2 separate regions of the Ovis aries genome follow, and region 2 is linked to region 1. A link is a contact called in public Hi-C data. All regions are on one chromosome and are shown on one strand. The core of a region is the stretch at or near the end of the contact, and the rest is flanking DNA. Distances in the headings are between cores, read along the strand shown. Region 1 overlaps TCF4 (transcription factor 4). Region 2 overlaps TCF4 (transcription factor 4).

What was found. A called contact is a pair of places that touch in the nucleus more often than the background predicts.
Region 2: a Hi-C map of hypothalamus shows a contact between it and region 1, with 3 times the contacts expected there. The contact joins two enhancer-like sites. A contact is called at or near these places in 2 of 16 Hi-C or Micro-C datasets (hypothalamus and tail adipose tissue).

The regions. Positions count from the first base shown.
Region 1 is chr23:54,952,113-54,959,057 of ARS-UI_Ramb_v3.0, forward strand. It overlaps TCF4 (transcription factor 4), which reads right to left. Exons shown (of 19, transcript XM_060405546.1): 15 at 2,510-2,645; 16 at 737-899. Among named protein-coding and RNA genes, the nearest start is that of CCDC68, 280 kb to the left of the region's middle. Within about 2 kb of position 2,774, at least 10 of the 54 cell types and tissues checked have an H3K27ac peak or open chromatin away from gene starts, as enhancers often do. A contact at or near this core is called in hypothalamus, where this site is marked.
Region 2 is chr23:55,115,757-55,122,701 of ARS-UI_Ramb_v3.0, forward strand. The region is part of intron 5 of TCF4 (transcription factor 4); the gene reads right to left. Among named protein-coding and RNA genes, the nearest start is that of TCF4, 210 kb to the right of the region's middle. Within about 2 kb of position 3,800, at least 11 of the 54 cell types and tissues checked have an H3K27ac peak or open chromatin away from gene starts, as enhancers often do. A contact at or near this core is called in hypothalamus, where this site is marked.

The DNA of each region.
Region 1 (6,945 bases), core at 1,524-4,023:
TTGTTTATAAAGGGAGGCACTGTCATAGTACAGCTCATTAAATTTCCAAATAAAAATTATCCAAGAGCACCAAGGCAAAGAACGTGGGTGTCACAATGTTCAAAAAAGTCCATCTGCTTATCAGATTACAGTTCAAGGAGACAGATTCTAATTTAAAGATATTGCGGAGCTGAGAAAACTGATCAGAAGCTATTTTCCTGCAATTGAATTTTCTGCAGAAAGGAGTAGCCAAGAAAAAAACCAGCAACATAGGTACTACTCTTATACATATATATATCTCTCTCTCAACATATGTAGACTCAGGCTGGGAAATCGGTACTTTCTCACTTTCAAGGTACGAAAAAAGTTACAACTGTACATATATCAATTGAGCTTTCAATAGCAATAGGATCTCTTTTTAGAAGTATTTTCAGAAGAACATTTCTGACCAAATTTGTAGAATAAGCAGTCTTACAAATCGACTGCTTGCATTTGAATTGGTGATAAATTGTTTTTGCCATTTTGTGTCATTATCAGCATTGGGTCCAAATTCATAAATGCAAAGGCAGTTTCGGCTTTCCTAGAGTACAGGTATCTCAAATGATACGTTCGTGCCTCTAGAGTAAGCCTTTCCTTTTTAATTTTTAGCTGCAGATTTACCTTCCAGGAAAAAACTGAATAGTTTCTTCCTGTTCTGTTCACTTCATCAAAGTCCAATAAAGGAATTAAATGAAGCGACAGTATTATATACTGTTACCTAGATCTTGACCTAGTAATGGATTTGATATCCTTCTTGTCGTCATCTAATTTCTTGTCCTCGGAAGATTTCGTGTCTTGCAGGTTTTCGTCACCCTCGTCGTCGGATTTGATCTCAGAGCTGCCGGAGGAGACACTCTGGCCCTGCAAGCCTGGTGGCATGCCTGCAGACAAAAAAAAAAAAAAAAAAAAGAGAGCAGGTGACACACCCACCAAAGCCTCGAGGCACAGACACACATGCCCCAGGCTGCAGGGCCGCTGGCTATTCATTTCAGACCGCCCAACTGTGTGATCCATCACTTTCCTCATCATCTTCAGTGAAGTTTCAAAAATGCACCTGCAGAAACAAGTTATCCCTGCATTGGCGCTGAGGTTAAATTCTATTTTGCAATCTTTTGGAGTAGATGGTAATTTCACTGTCTACAAAACATCAACTTAATTGCAATGAAAATCATAATCATGAAAATCACACACCTCAATGTTCTGATTAAGAACCCAAGTAAATATCAGCTATTATATTGAGTTTCTTCCATATGCAATGGTTTAATAGAAAAATGTCCTTAAAATATAATTCCCAGGGAGTACGCTAAATACGTACAGTCAAGACTTCAATAGATACCCTAATGATATTCTGAAATTAGGCTTCTCTTATCCTCGAGGAGTAATCAGTCTTTAAAAATGGTACATATGGAAAGCAGCTCAATGAAGACATTTCTAGCTCTTCCACTGCTCAACTTTCCAAGATCACAATAAACCTTAAAACGTGGCCTAAATGCAATCATTTATTTCTAAGGAAGAAGCGTGTCTATTCAGTATTTCCTTCAATCTGTAATCTACGGGGTCCAGAATCTTGTCCCTCAAAATCTGATCAGGGGACCAGGAGTATGCTTATCCCCTGGAAGCCCATTAGAAATGCAGAACCCCAGACTAACTGAATCAGAATCAGCATTTTAACAACATCCTCAGGTCATGCTTGTACACAATAAGAAGGGCTGACCTAAGACAAAGAAAACCCAAAGGCTCTTTAAAAGAAAGGGCCATCAAAGTCTGACTATTCCGATAAAAATGGGCAGGCATGCCCACATATAGTTAACAATCAGATTCTTACAATGCTTAATACTTGGACAAATGCTTACACATATCCGTTCTTGCGGCACTGTTAGCACATTTTATTCTCAATGTGAGGGCAATGGGGTATTACATAAGCATCTCTTGGTCATCGGGCCAGCCATTTGCAGAGGGACCTGGGACCCAGGTCTTGTTCCTGTGACCCTGCCACCTGGGGTCTTGGAAAGCCGAAAGGAGTCAGGGGTACGGTGCAATCAGGACAGAGCTGGATGACTCATCCGACTGAGTCCCATTTTTGAAATGTACCTACATTTCCTTCCATCTTAAGCAACAAAAACCCATTTCCTTCCTTCCTCTTCATTTGGAAACATCACTGTCAGGCTACAACTAACCACATTAAAGGATCTGGATGAGCGCAATGTGGAAATAGCTAAAATCACATTTCCTCTCATCAGTATCTGGTCTCATCCCCTGCTGCAAACAGGAGCAGGGTTTCAGAAGATGCTGGAGGAAAACAGTTACCGAAGAAACACAATTAGCCATCGATGTTCGAAAGCCTTTCCCATTTCCTTACCATCTTGTTACCGAAACGGCTTCGTGGTTACGGGCCAGTGCTTCCTGAGGGATGAATGCCAAGGAGGCACCACAGGCACACGGGGTCTACTGTTTCAGGGAAATGAGACGTGCCCCTCCAAGGTGGACCTACCTCTGTAAGGGTCCTGGGGTGGGTTCAGATCAGGGGAAGTTGCCGACTGGACAGGTAGCTGCGGCACCGGCACCTGGTTCGGAACGAGAGAGTGGCTGCCTCGCAGGGCCACGCCGTCTTCACGATGGGCCCCAACCTGAAAGAGCCAGAGGGACGGCGGAGGTAAGTGGGCATCAGAGGTGCGACCGCAGGGCCCCAAGGAAGGAAGACCAGCCTTTGAAAACAAGACTCCCCAGTGCATTTCACTAGAGGGCGCTGAAGGATCATACATGCAGCTACAGTCCTCAGCGGAAGGAAAAAAAAAACAACACTTAACGCTCAGTAAGATGCTGTGCTGTACATCCAGTGACAAATATGGCAGAGGAGCTCAGGCAGGTAAAACGTCAAATTGTCTCCCAGGGTGCTGCGGTGGAGCGTACTGATTCGCACCCATCTGCCTTCTATCATGTCCGCCAACAGATCTGACAATTATCTTAATGCCCATATGCTTAATTGTGGGCTTCTCAATTCCCCCATTGCTATCGGAAATCCTACAGGAATTTCAATTTGGCATTCGACTTTCATTTCAGGGGATAAGATTCTCAGGCCTGCCATGTTTTTCTTTTTTTTTTTTTTTTCCATAATGCCAGCTAAGCCTCTGACAGCGGAAGCTACAGCAGTATGGGACGTAGCCCCTGCTCGGTACAAATATAATAAAATGTCACCTGGCTTTCCAAAACTGGCAGCCCATTCCAAATTAATGTTTACTGTATTTCATCAGCTGCTGAGTTCCAAATCCAAAGGGGGACCGTTTCTGCCAATGCCACCATACCGGAAAATGTACCAATAAAGGTTTTATTAAACACACCAGTAATGCCATCATTGCCATGCAAAGATGTTTGGACATTTTTCCATTTTTTTTTTTTAAACTATTCTGATCCTAGATAGACACCATATTGGAAACACTCTCGATGACTCCAAGAATAAAATTATAGAGTACAGCATGATGACTGGGTCTGGAAAAAAAATACTGCTGAGTTTTTTATTAATTACTACTACCTACTCTGGGGTCCAGAGATGTTGAACTTATGGCACTGAGACAGCAATAGCTGACTTTTATAGTGAACGCCTTCAAGGAAGACCATTGAGCATTTGGAAACCAAGAGGACCGTGAGTCAAGCTTCACTGGCATTCCACGTAATTATCTGTTAGTGTATTGTTTGGTGGGTCTAACACTAAAAGTATCTCTCCATGAATTTACACTGCTATGAATCAAAGAGTGTATGTTTTTTCCCAATCCGAAATCGAAAGCCACAACGCAAAATCTTCACTCTTTTGCTACCCAGTGTTTAAAGAATATTTTCGCCAAGCGCAACAACAATAAGAATCTGAACTGCAACAATAAAATGCACAGAACCAGATGAAGCATGTGCTATCTCAAGACAGCCTAGTATGAACTGTCACCTTTACAGACTCCAAAACAATGCAGAAGATGATGATACAGAGGGAAGGGGGAGGACCATATAAATCATACTAACTGCTGAGATTCAAAATACAGCAAAAATAACACTATTATACAGAGAATGGATAAACGACAAGGTCCTACTGCACAGCACAGGGAAATACATTCAGTGTCCTGTGATAAACCATAATGGAAAAGAATATGAAAAAGAATGTATATACATATGTATCTACTGGACAGCAGAAATTAACACAGCGCTGTAAGCCAACACCACGTTTTTATAATTTTTTAAATTTCAAAATAATTTTTTTTAAAAGTTAAAACAAAATACAGCAAGAAGAGCACAGGATTTAAGGACTCGGGCACACCGGGAAGTTTAGATGAATGTTGCAGCTGAGGTATCTGGGGAGCTTCATGCTGTCTGTCCTCTGGGTGCCTGTGTCCCTCCCCAGAGCAGTCTGGAAGGTGGCTAGTTCCTACTGATATGTGGGTGCTTCAGGTATATTAAGAACCTGATTATCTTCCAAAACAGCTACTCCATCTCCAGCACAAGTTGGCCTCCTTGGACACTGCAGCCACTGGTCCTGGATTTAACTTCCAGAGCTCCGCGGCGTAAGCGTCAGCCCTTTTCACATACTGAGCACTACCGCCACGCCTCTCCTGCCTTGCACCTGTAACGGAAGCCTGACCTCTCGCAGGCAGACCGTGCCCACCCAGCTCCCTGCAGCCGTTTCTCACTGTGTATGTTTTCATTTCCCTTTCATACCAAAGAATGATAGCTTTTTTCCACTTTTATATTTGTGCAATTAGAAGACTGATTCAATCAACGGCTATCCTTTCATTCTAAGATGTCAACTTGAAAGCATGAATTTTACAGGCCCTGATCAAATGGTAGCTCTTTAGCGAAGACCGTCATTAAGTATAACCTAAATAATTATCCAACTGCTGATTCACAGTTACTGGCCTTCCCAATGGATTACATTTCTTTCCACAAAGGATGAGTCTAAGTTGGAATCACTGAAGGTAACCACCAATCTGAGCGTGGCAGAGATTCCCATACCCTCCTTCTATTTTAGAATCATTCTGTTAAAACCCTCAAGCCTCCTTTGTGGGCAACTGAGATGCAATTCAAGGTTAAGACATTGCTTTTCAATTAAAACATGTTCAGTTATTAATCCTGAAATTTCTTTTTTGTCCCTTCTAGATCATGTTTAGCTTTTAAAAGAACCCATACCCAATGACCTTTCTATTTTCTCTGCCTCAACTATTATGATAGACAGCATAACTAAGTGAAAATTAACACAATATGAGAGTTGAAAATATGTAGGTTCTAACTGTAACTGGTTTCTTTACTTGTTATATAATCTTGGGTAAGTTACTCAAACCCAAAATGGAGAAAATAACACTGGAAGTGACAGTGACTAAATCTCAGGTTTATTGCAAGGAGCAGTAGTATGCAAGACAGTTGGTACACAAAGGTGCCCAATAATTACCGACACTGTTAGGTGTTTCAGCTGAAAATACTTGCTTACTACATATAAGTAAGAGTCTACACAGTTTAAGAAACCTGAGAAGTCAGGCTGCTTTCACTTATGATCCTCTTTGCACTCTACGTTGTTCGTGTCCATTTGGTTTAAAATCTTTCTCCTGCAGAATGACAGCGAAATTTTAAATGATCTATAAATATGTTTGAGAAGGTGGCTGTTCTGACTAGATGTTGGCTTTTATCCACGCATATTACCTAACTTTAATTTTCTAAAGATCACCTGAGAGCCCCTGAAATAATACATTCTTTTCCATAAAGGAAGTTGAAAACATTCTCTGTGATATCAGAAGGTCTCTCTCGTAGTATATTTCAGGAACAAATGGATCAATAACGATAGGTCTAGATCCATGGATCCATCTAATCAGCTTGACTCTCCAGGATCCATTCCATTGCCCGTGTCTGTGGAATAATATTCCAATTTGAAGAATTAGCTTTGCTCTGCTTGCTTCCTTGGCCACAGACAGCATTTCCTAACCCTATTTACTTCTCCCTCAGAAACATTATTTCTGGTCACATAAGAGACAAGAAAAAAACCACAGTGAATGGCCAGCACAAACCCATCAATAGAATAACTCAGAAATAGATGCGAGACCAATACTGCCATCTGTATATATGAGAGTCAGGATTTGCCCACTTACAAATACATAATAATGTGACTAGAAAAAAAGCAGATTCCTTTAACCTACAAATCAATTCTAAGGATGGCACCCAGAAAATCCATATTTCATTAAAGTCCTATTTTGAGAACCTTTTCATCTAGATAAGCAATGAAGTTAAAAGGCAGCCAATGAAAACAGCTTTATCAATACTGATTGTAAATTTTTTTGCAGTCTTTAACAATAGAGTCTTCTTATAGTTACATACCATATGGTTTTAGATATATCTATGCTAAAAATAGAAGACAGAACTAAAATATAAACATTATTCAATAATTGCTAATTGATCAGAGAGTATATTTATTAATTCAGCAAATCTAGCTGATGTGGTCATTCTGGAAGGTGCTGGGGATGCATGGTGAATAACTTAGATGTGGGCCCTGGCCTGTGTGGGGCTTACAGCGATCCTTGGTAGAATTTTCACGGAGTGATCAATTTACTGAGGTGATTTTAACAGCAAGGACCAGAAATTCATTCTGCCTTGCTCAGGTAAAAGGAGATTTAACAGGAAGATTTCTTTTTTAAAATTTTATTTATTAGAGGATAACTGTTTTATAATGCTGTGGTGGTCTCTGCCATACATCGACGTGAATCGGTCATCATTATATACATGTCCTCTCCTCCTGAGCCTCGCCTGCCGCTTTCATCCCTCTATGTCACCCACAGCACCCGGCTGGGCTCCCTGTGTTACACCCCCGATGGTTACCTACTTCACATGGCAGCGTATACACACGAAAGCTACTTTCTCACGTTGCCCTGCCCCCCTTCCCCCGCAGCGTCCACGAGGCTGTTC
Region 2 (6,945 bases), core at 2,550-5,049, 160 kb after region 1:
TGAAGTAAAGAAGCCACTGAGCCATTTTTAGTTTAAAAAAAAAAAGTTTGTTTCTCTTAGAACTGTTATTTCATCAAACATGCCTGTGAAGGTTTAAGATACATCATTATCTACCAAGATACCAAGATACATCATCTTGGTACCAATGATGTACCAAGATACCTCACTATCATCACCACCAAGAAAAAAAAAAAAAAAAGAGCTGACAGTTAAATTGGTATGCCATAAATTTTGGAGATGTTAAAATGTGAAAAAAGAAAAAGTGTTTTAGAATCAATTGACTGTTGTCGCGTAAGGCTTTTGACCCAGAATTTGGACAAAACCATCTTCAAGAAGAATCGTAACAGTGCAGGTGGGTCATGAGTCCCATGTGACTCAACCTTCTCTCTCCACTCGCGTCATATTCATTAAACTTTTTTTTAAGGAAAATCATTTATCATTCGTACCAAACAGAAATTAGGAAGAAATAGTTAATGGAGGCTAAATATATCTCTTTAAAGGATTTTCTGTGTTTCTTATTCTTTTTAAGGGCGAAGGGTTGCTGCCTTCCACACGCTGTTTGGGGAATGTGTCAAACACTTCTGAAATGTCTAAAGGCTACCAGTGTGCACTCCTCCCCCCTCATTCCTTATTCCGACAGCCACAGATACCAGGAGCCAGAAGGGGGTCTCAGAAACCACCTAAGCTGAGCCTTCACTTTCAAGAGGGAGAAACTGAGCCTTAAAATATATTGGAGGCGGGATAAGAACTCTGTGATTTGACCTCAGTCTACTAGCTGCTAGATTCTAAACATTCTGCTCAATTATTCCTACCTTGGTTTATGAAGGGCAGCTCCGAAGAGGAGTCTTTTTTTGTCTACTTGTCTGAATTTCCTCCAACTAATTTAATGAGGCCACCTTTCTTTAATACTGCCCTTCAAATGAGACACAGAGAGTCTGAAACAAATTTCTCAAGGTTTCTGAGATCTTCCTTCTCAGTCAGATTCAGTGACAAAGGTTCGTTATGTTGCATATAATGAATGAGGGGAACTTTGTAAAGCAAAAAAAAGGAAAAAGAGTAAAAGAATGTATTCGATATTTCCTCATACTGTCCCTTTCTCAATAAATTTTTTAAATGAGTGCAGTGAAATATGTTCCTCTTGTTTAACATAAGACACTACTAAATCATTCCTGAATGCAGGAAGCATCCCAGGGTGACTCAAGCCCTACCAAGCCCTGTATGTGGTACCAGTCCTGAGAGACGCTTCAACAAGTAAAGCTTCACGGGGACTTCCCTGGTGGTCCAGCGGTTAGTACTCCACGCTTCCAAAGCAGGGGACACTGGTTCAATCCCTGGTCATGGAGCAAAGATCCCATATGCTGCCTGACTCAGCCAAAAAAAGAGCTTCATGGGAAGACACTTCCCAAGGCAAAGAATAAACCATTCTAACTCCTGTGCTGAACTGTGTATAATAACTTAAAATCTTTCCCTATCTCAAAAGTCCAGCTTGATATCGCTAAGTTTTGTAGGAAATGCCCTCAAGAGGCAGTCTATATTCCATGAAATAGAGAGGCTATGATCTCAAGGTGATTCCAGAATCTCCACCAAACACGGCAGCGTCAGGTTTGTCTGGAAAAGAACAAGAACACCACCTCCTCCCAAACCACACATGTTCCAGGCATTGCTGTTGTTACACAGGGCAAATGTCCCACTATGACCTTCAAAGAAGACACTACTGCTGTGATCCTAGGATTAAGGTATGCTTCTGCTTCTGTCGAACCTCACCATGAAACACAGGGTTTAACTCTGATAATGAGTTTTCCACCCTATCCTATAAAGTCAGATCAACTGAAATCCCATGGGCCAATCACTACCAAGACATTGGATACAATACCAGCCCAGTTCATCAAGACATTGGGTCTCATGTTTCTCTCACCCTTAGATGGAGTACTATCCTCAACAAGAGACATATTTGGCCAAAATATCCCAAACCAAGATGGCCGATGGGTTAATGTTCCTTTCTGAGCTCTTCCATTATGCTGCTTCCTGAGTCTGAGGGCTGGCAGGCAGGGCGCCCCGCCAGAGCTGCAGCCCTCTGCAGATGTCTCTGCTGTGTTCGGTCAAAATGAAAAGGAGACAAGATGGCCCTCTGACAACAGACAGCTGTCAATGAGGTGACATGCTTGCTCTCAGCTGGCCGATGAGCGGCACGTAGGTGACACGCGCTTGGCTAACCAGCTTGCCTATAAAATCCCGGATCAGCCATGAGGTGACAGCATGCACTGCCTTCAACTATCCTGTTCTCAGTCACTCTCAGTGAGAGTGTGTCTCTCTCACTCTCCCACTCGGTTGTGCTGAGCACAGTTAGAAAGGCTCTGGTCAATACAACATGTGTAGAAACACAAATCAGACCAAAAGAAAGTGGGAAACAAGAATAGGAAAAGGGAGCCCTGCAGCAGAATGACCCAAAATAAAGCAGAGAGACAGACTTGTCTAGTCAGGTCAGGCTCATATTGACACGGATACAGAGATACCATCGCAGGTAACCAGGCAAGAGACAAGAGGATCCGCGTGGCCTCTTCCCCACGCTCCATCTTGTCATTTGCCCCTCCAGCCACCAGGGGGCAATTTGGGGCTAGATCCTGGTAGAGGAGGCTCAAATTCTGAGCTTTTACAAATACTTAAATATTAGAAGTGGGAGTAGGGGTGGAGTGCCTGGGGAAAGCAGCGCTGAAGGGAGAGACTCAGGGGACCCGCAGAGTGGGAAAGTGAGCTCCTCAAAGCTTCCACTGATTTTCTTAATTAGTGAACTCCTAAGCTCAAAGATGGCTTTCCCTGGTGGTTCCAGGGTAAAGAATACTCCTGGCCAGTGCAGGAGATGTGGGTTCCGCCCCTGAGTTGAGAAGATTCCCCTGGAGAAGGGAACGGCAACCCACTCCAGGATTCCTGCCGGGGAAATCTCATGGACAGAGGAACCTGGCGGGCTACAGTCCATGAGGTCATAAAAGAGACGGACATGACTGAGCGACTAAACAACAACAAGCCAGTCCCTCTAAACTCATAAATAAATGCTAAATTCACCAAGGAGCTACCTGATGGGCCTGGCAGATATTTTAAACCATCAATGGGGAAAACACCTCTCCCATTCTCCCTCTCTCTTTCCATCTCTCTCCATCTTCCTCTCCCGCTCCCCACCTCTTTCACTTCTCTTTCGTTTCTAAAAGAACAGCTGTTTGGAAGCAGCGAATCAGGAAGAAAAACAAGAGGAGACAGCCAAAGCGGATACAGCGTCAAATCTGTGGCTGTCCACCTGCAGCACCGAAGTTGAAACAGCAGAAGTCTGGCTTAGAGAAAGGCGAGTTTAACAAAATACAAACTCACTGGAGTGGCCACTCAGGCAGCAGAGCTCTTCCACAGTCACTCTCTGCCCTGACAACTTTCATTCTGACTCTTATTCAGCTCCCCCAACCAAGAGACTGATCCACCTGCTGGGCTGAAAATACAACCCCAAAGGTTTTTATAAGATCATTTTTAAGAGATCACTGAAGAGTGAAAAGGAGAAGTGGTGAGAGGAGATACTGGGGACACGTGTCCTTTGTCTTTTGAGAATCAGAGAAAAGTCCGAGCTCAAGGCTGTCCCAGGTCTGCTCCAGCTCTGAGAGCTCGGGAGGGTCCCTGCAGTTGTCAAAGCCTGGACAGGATGACAACTATCACTCCATCACCACAGGGCGGCTCCACTGCGGAATATCCTCATGGCCACTGCCTCATCTCTGGAAGACAAAGCAGTCTTTCTTTGAGAGAGATGTGAGAAGCTATTCAACCTCCATCTGCAATCGTGACCAACAAGCAGGAACAGAGCCAGGACAGAGTCTGAGACTGGCCACTGTCTCTCCCACACCAACACCTACGGTTTATCAGCCAAACCAGCAGGCCCTGCCTCCCGCCAGCTGCCAGGTAGCTGAAGAAGCACAGTGGGTTCCCCCACCCAGGGGATCCCCATGGCAGGGTTGAGGGACCATGTCACCAGGATGTCAGCCAGTCACTGAGTTCCAAGGGCATGGGACACTCCAGCTCCTTCCACTGCCCATGCTCTTTGGAAGCTGTCGTATCCACGTAGACCTGACTCAAGGACACCAAAATGCCACAACATCACACAGACTTAAATATGCAGATCACTTATAAACTCTTCACCGCTATTCCAGCTAATACCAATATTGGCACCTTCCGATAGAAAGCCTTTCCCTTTCATAAATAAGCATAAATAGTCAAGAAGCAGAACCACTACAGCGTCTGGGTCAAATGTCAATATGTGATATATAATGTTGTAGTTTTGCCCAACTTTCATCAGCACTGAGTATTTCTAATATCGAATTCAGCCTTTTATCTTTAGTTAAGAAAGTGATGCTTACTATGAAAAAGGAATCCTACAATGTAGGAGTATGTCGGGCAAAAGAAAAAGTATTTGCATACATATGAAAACCAAGGCAGTCATTCCCGGCAAACGCCCTCTTCCTGGTGCCCATGAGAGCAGTGACGGGAGGGGCCTCTGGGACCACGCCACGCCCCTGTCTCTTTCACCAGCTAGAGCTCTTTCGCCAATTGAAATACTAGGAGGGTCCAGCCCTCTGTCGTGCAGTCTCCACTGTTCCCTGGGGAGATGGGGACCAGTGAGGATGCCCGGAACAGCAAAAGCAGCCACCTCCCAGAGGAACACGGGCTTGCCACCTTAGACATCTCCTCCTGGAGCCTCTGATACCCAGGCACCATTTTTATGCTACAGCAGAAGAGGGAAGAAGGCATTCATTTCCCCCAAGGGAAGTTATTATTAAGGACGAGCCCAGGCTCTAGAGGTATTAAGACGGCAAGGAGGTTGGACAGCCTCACTGTCCCTCTCAAGCGCCAAGTCCAGTTCAGCCTTTCCTGGAATCCTGCCTGTGCTGCTCTGAGGCTTTTAATCTCTAAGTTCATTCTGCATCTTCCTTCTCTCGAGAGAACACGGTGTGTACGTAAGCTCTTGCTTATGGCAGATGGACCTTCCAGGAACCACATCCATTGAAAATAAGAGCAGTGACTGTCCCACTCAGCCAGGCTCACGGTTTGGTTCTGACCAGAACAACGGCCGTCTTATCAACCCCCTGGGTTGCTGAAGATAGGAAAGCCTCTCTCCCGTTACATTAGGGCTGCCAGACGCCCTATCTTGCACACTTGCTTCTTAGTTACTGCAAAGCTTTTACATATTTAGGGAGCTTTTCCATCAAAACATGCTGGAATGGCTAGAGGCTCTGACACATGAATGGTATCTGCCCACATGTGCTTTTTATCCAAGTTCACAGCTCCTGGTCACTGAGGGTAAACAGTGTTATCAGTGATTATTATGGATTTAGTCAAGTATATTTCGCTCCTGTCATTTACAAGCACTTGTGTTGGCTGGTATTTACAATGTCGGGACTCTGTCACTCTGGCAACCTTCTGAGACAACATTTTTCCAGTGTTACAGTGACATTTCAAAAACTCAGTATTTACAAGCAAATGACACCCTCTGGCTCCGTGACGATGCAATTCAGTGGTAGCTGAACAAAGGGACACTCCTCTAGAAACTTCTTCAGGATGTATTTCCGGCTACTCCTGGCTATTACATCAGGGTCCAGGGCAGCCCTGCGGCCTTTGGAAGAAAGAGGCTACAAAGACATCAAGTATTAAGAAAATGTCAGTGTCACACACCGCTGGCATGGTAACTGCTGTGCAGAGGCTCACGTGGACAGGGGCTGCTGCATGATCCTGACAAGTCTCTTAACATCTCTGAGCTTTAGCTTCTCATGTCCTACTAAGCGGCACTGGGCAGCCAGGTGACATCTGCTTACTTTAACATTCCATCCTTCTGCGTTTCAAAATTAGACACAGAGATAAAACTCACATCATCATTTTTTTCATGTCCTGTACTGAGTTTATGAGGAACAGAATCCCTTGCAGGAAGCAGAGCTGCCAGTCATGACTGCTCGACTCAGTCCCATCTTCCCTGTTCCGACACCCCCACCCCTGCCCCGTCAAGCAAGATGGACCAGGAAGAGTGAAGGAGGAGGAAACCTGACCAACAGAAACACAGCTGCTATTACATTCACCCCTGGGCTTCAGGGCCTGTCCGGTCTCAGCCAGACCACGGTTCTTTACAACGTGGCCATGGTCCTCTCGGCAGTGGAGGAGAGGTGCAGCTGCCGGCAGGCAACAGACGATGCAGGAAATACGCAGTCAAGATATTCTTCCTTGACCCTCTAAAGACAGCGATCTCGATCATACAGATCACAGGCTCCATCATACCATCTTTAGAAATGCAATCTTGGGATTTCCCTGGCAGTCCAGTGGTTAAGACTCCACGTTGCCAATGCAGCGGTCACAGGTTCAATCCCTGGTCAGGGAACTGCCTTCCTTAGTGACTGCTGTGCTTAGTCACTCAGTCGCGTCTGACACTTTGCGACCCCACAGACTGCAGCTCGCCAGGCTCCTCTGTCCATGGGATTCTCCAGACAAGAATACTGGAGTGGGTTGCCATGCCCTCCTTCAGGGGATCTTCTCAACCCAGGGATCAAACTCAGGTGTCCCGCATTGCAGGCAGATTCTTTACTGACTGAGCCACAGGCACTTAACATCCCGTATGTCGTACAGCATGGTCAAAAGACTTTTTTTAAAATGCAGTCTTCCCTACTAATTGTGGTCCCAGTGCAGTACGCTAAACGATACGTAAGTTAACAGTGAGAAGAGCGCCAGAACCAGCTACGAGGAGACTGGACTAATGGCTATCACAAAAAGCTTCAACAACCGCGGATGAGGAAGCAGTAGGGAAAATGGCAAGTCTGGAGTCAAAGGACCATGCCCCTAGCCCCCTCTCTGCCACTTACTGTTCATAGTGACAGAAAGGCTGTGAGTCTCCGCTTCATTATCAATAAAATGGGGATTAAAAACAGATCTTCC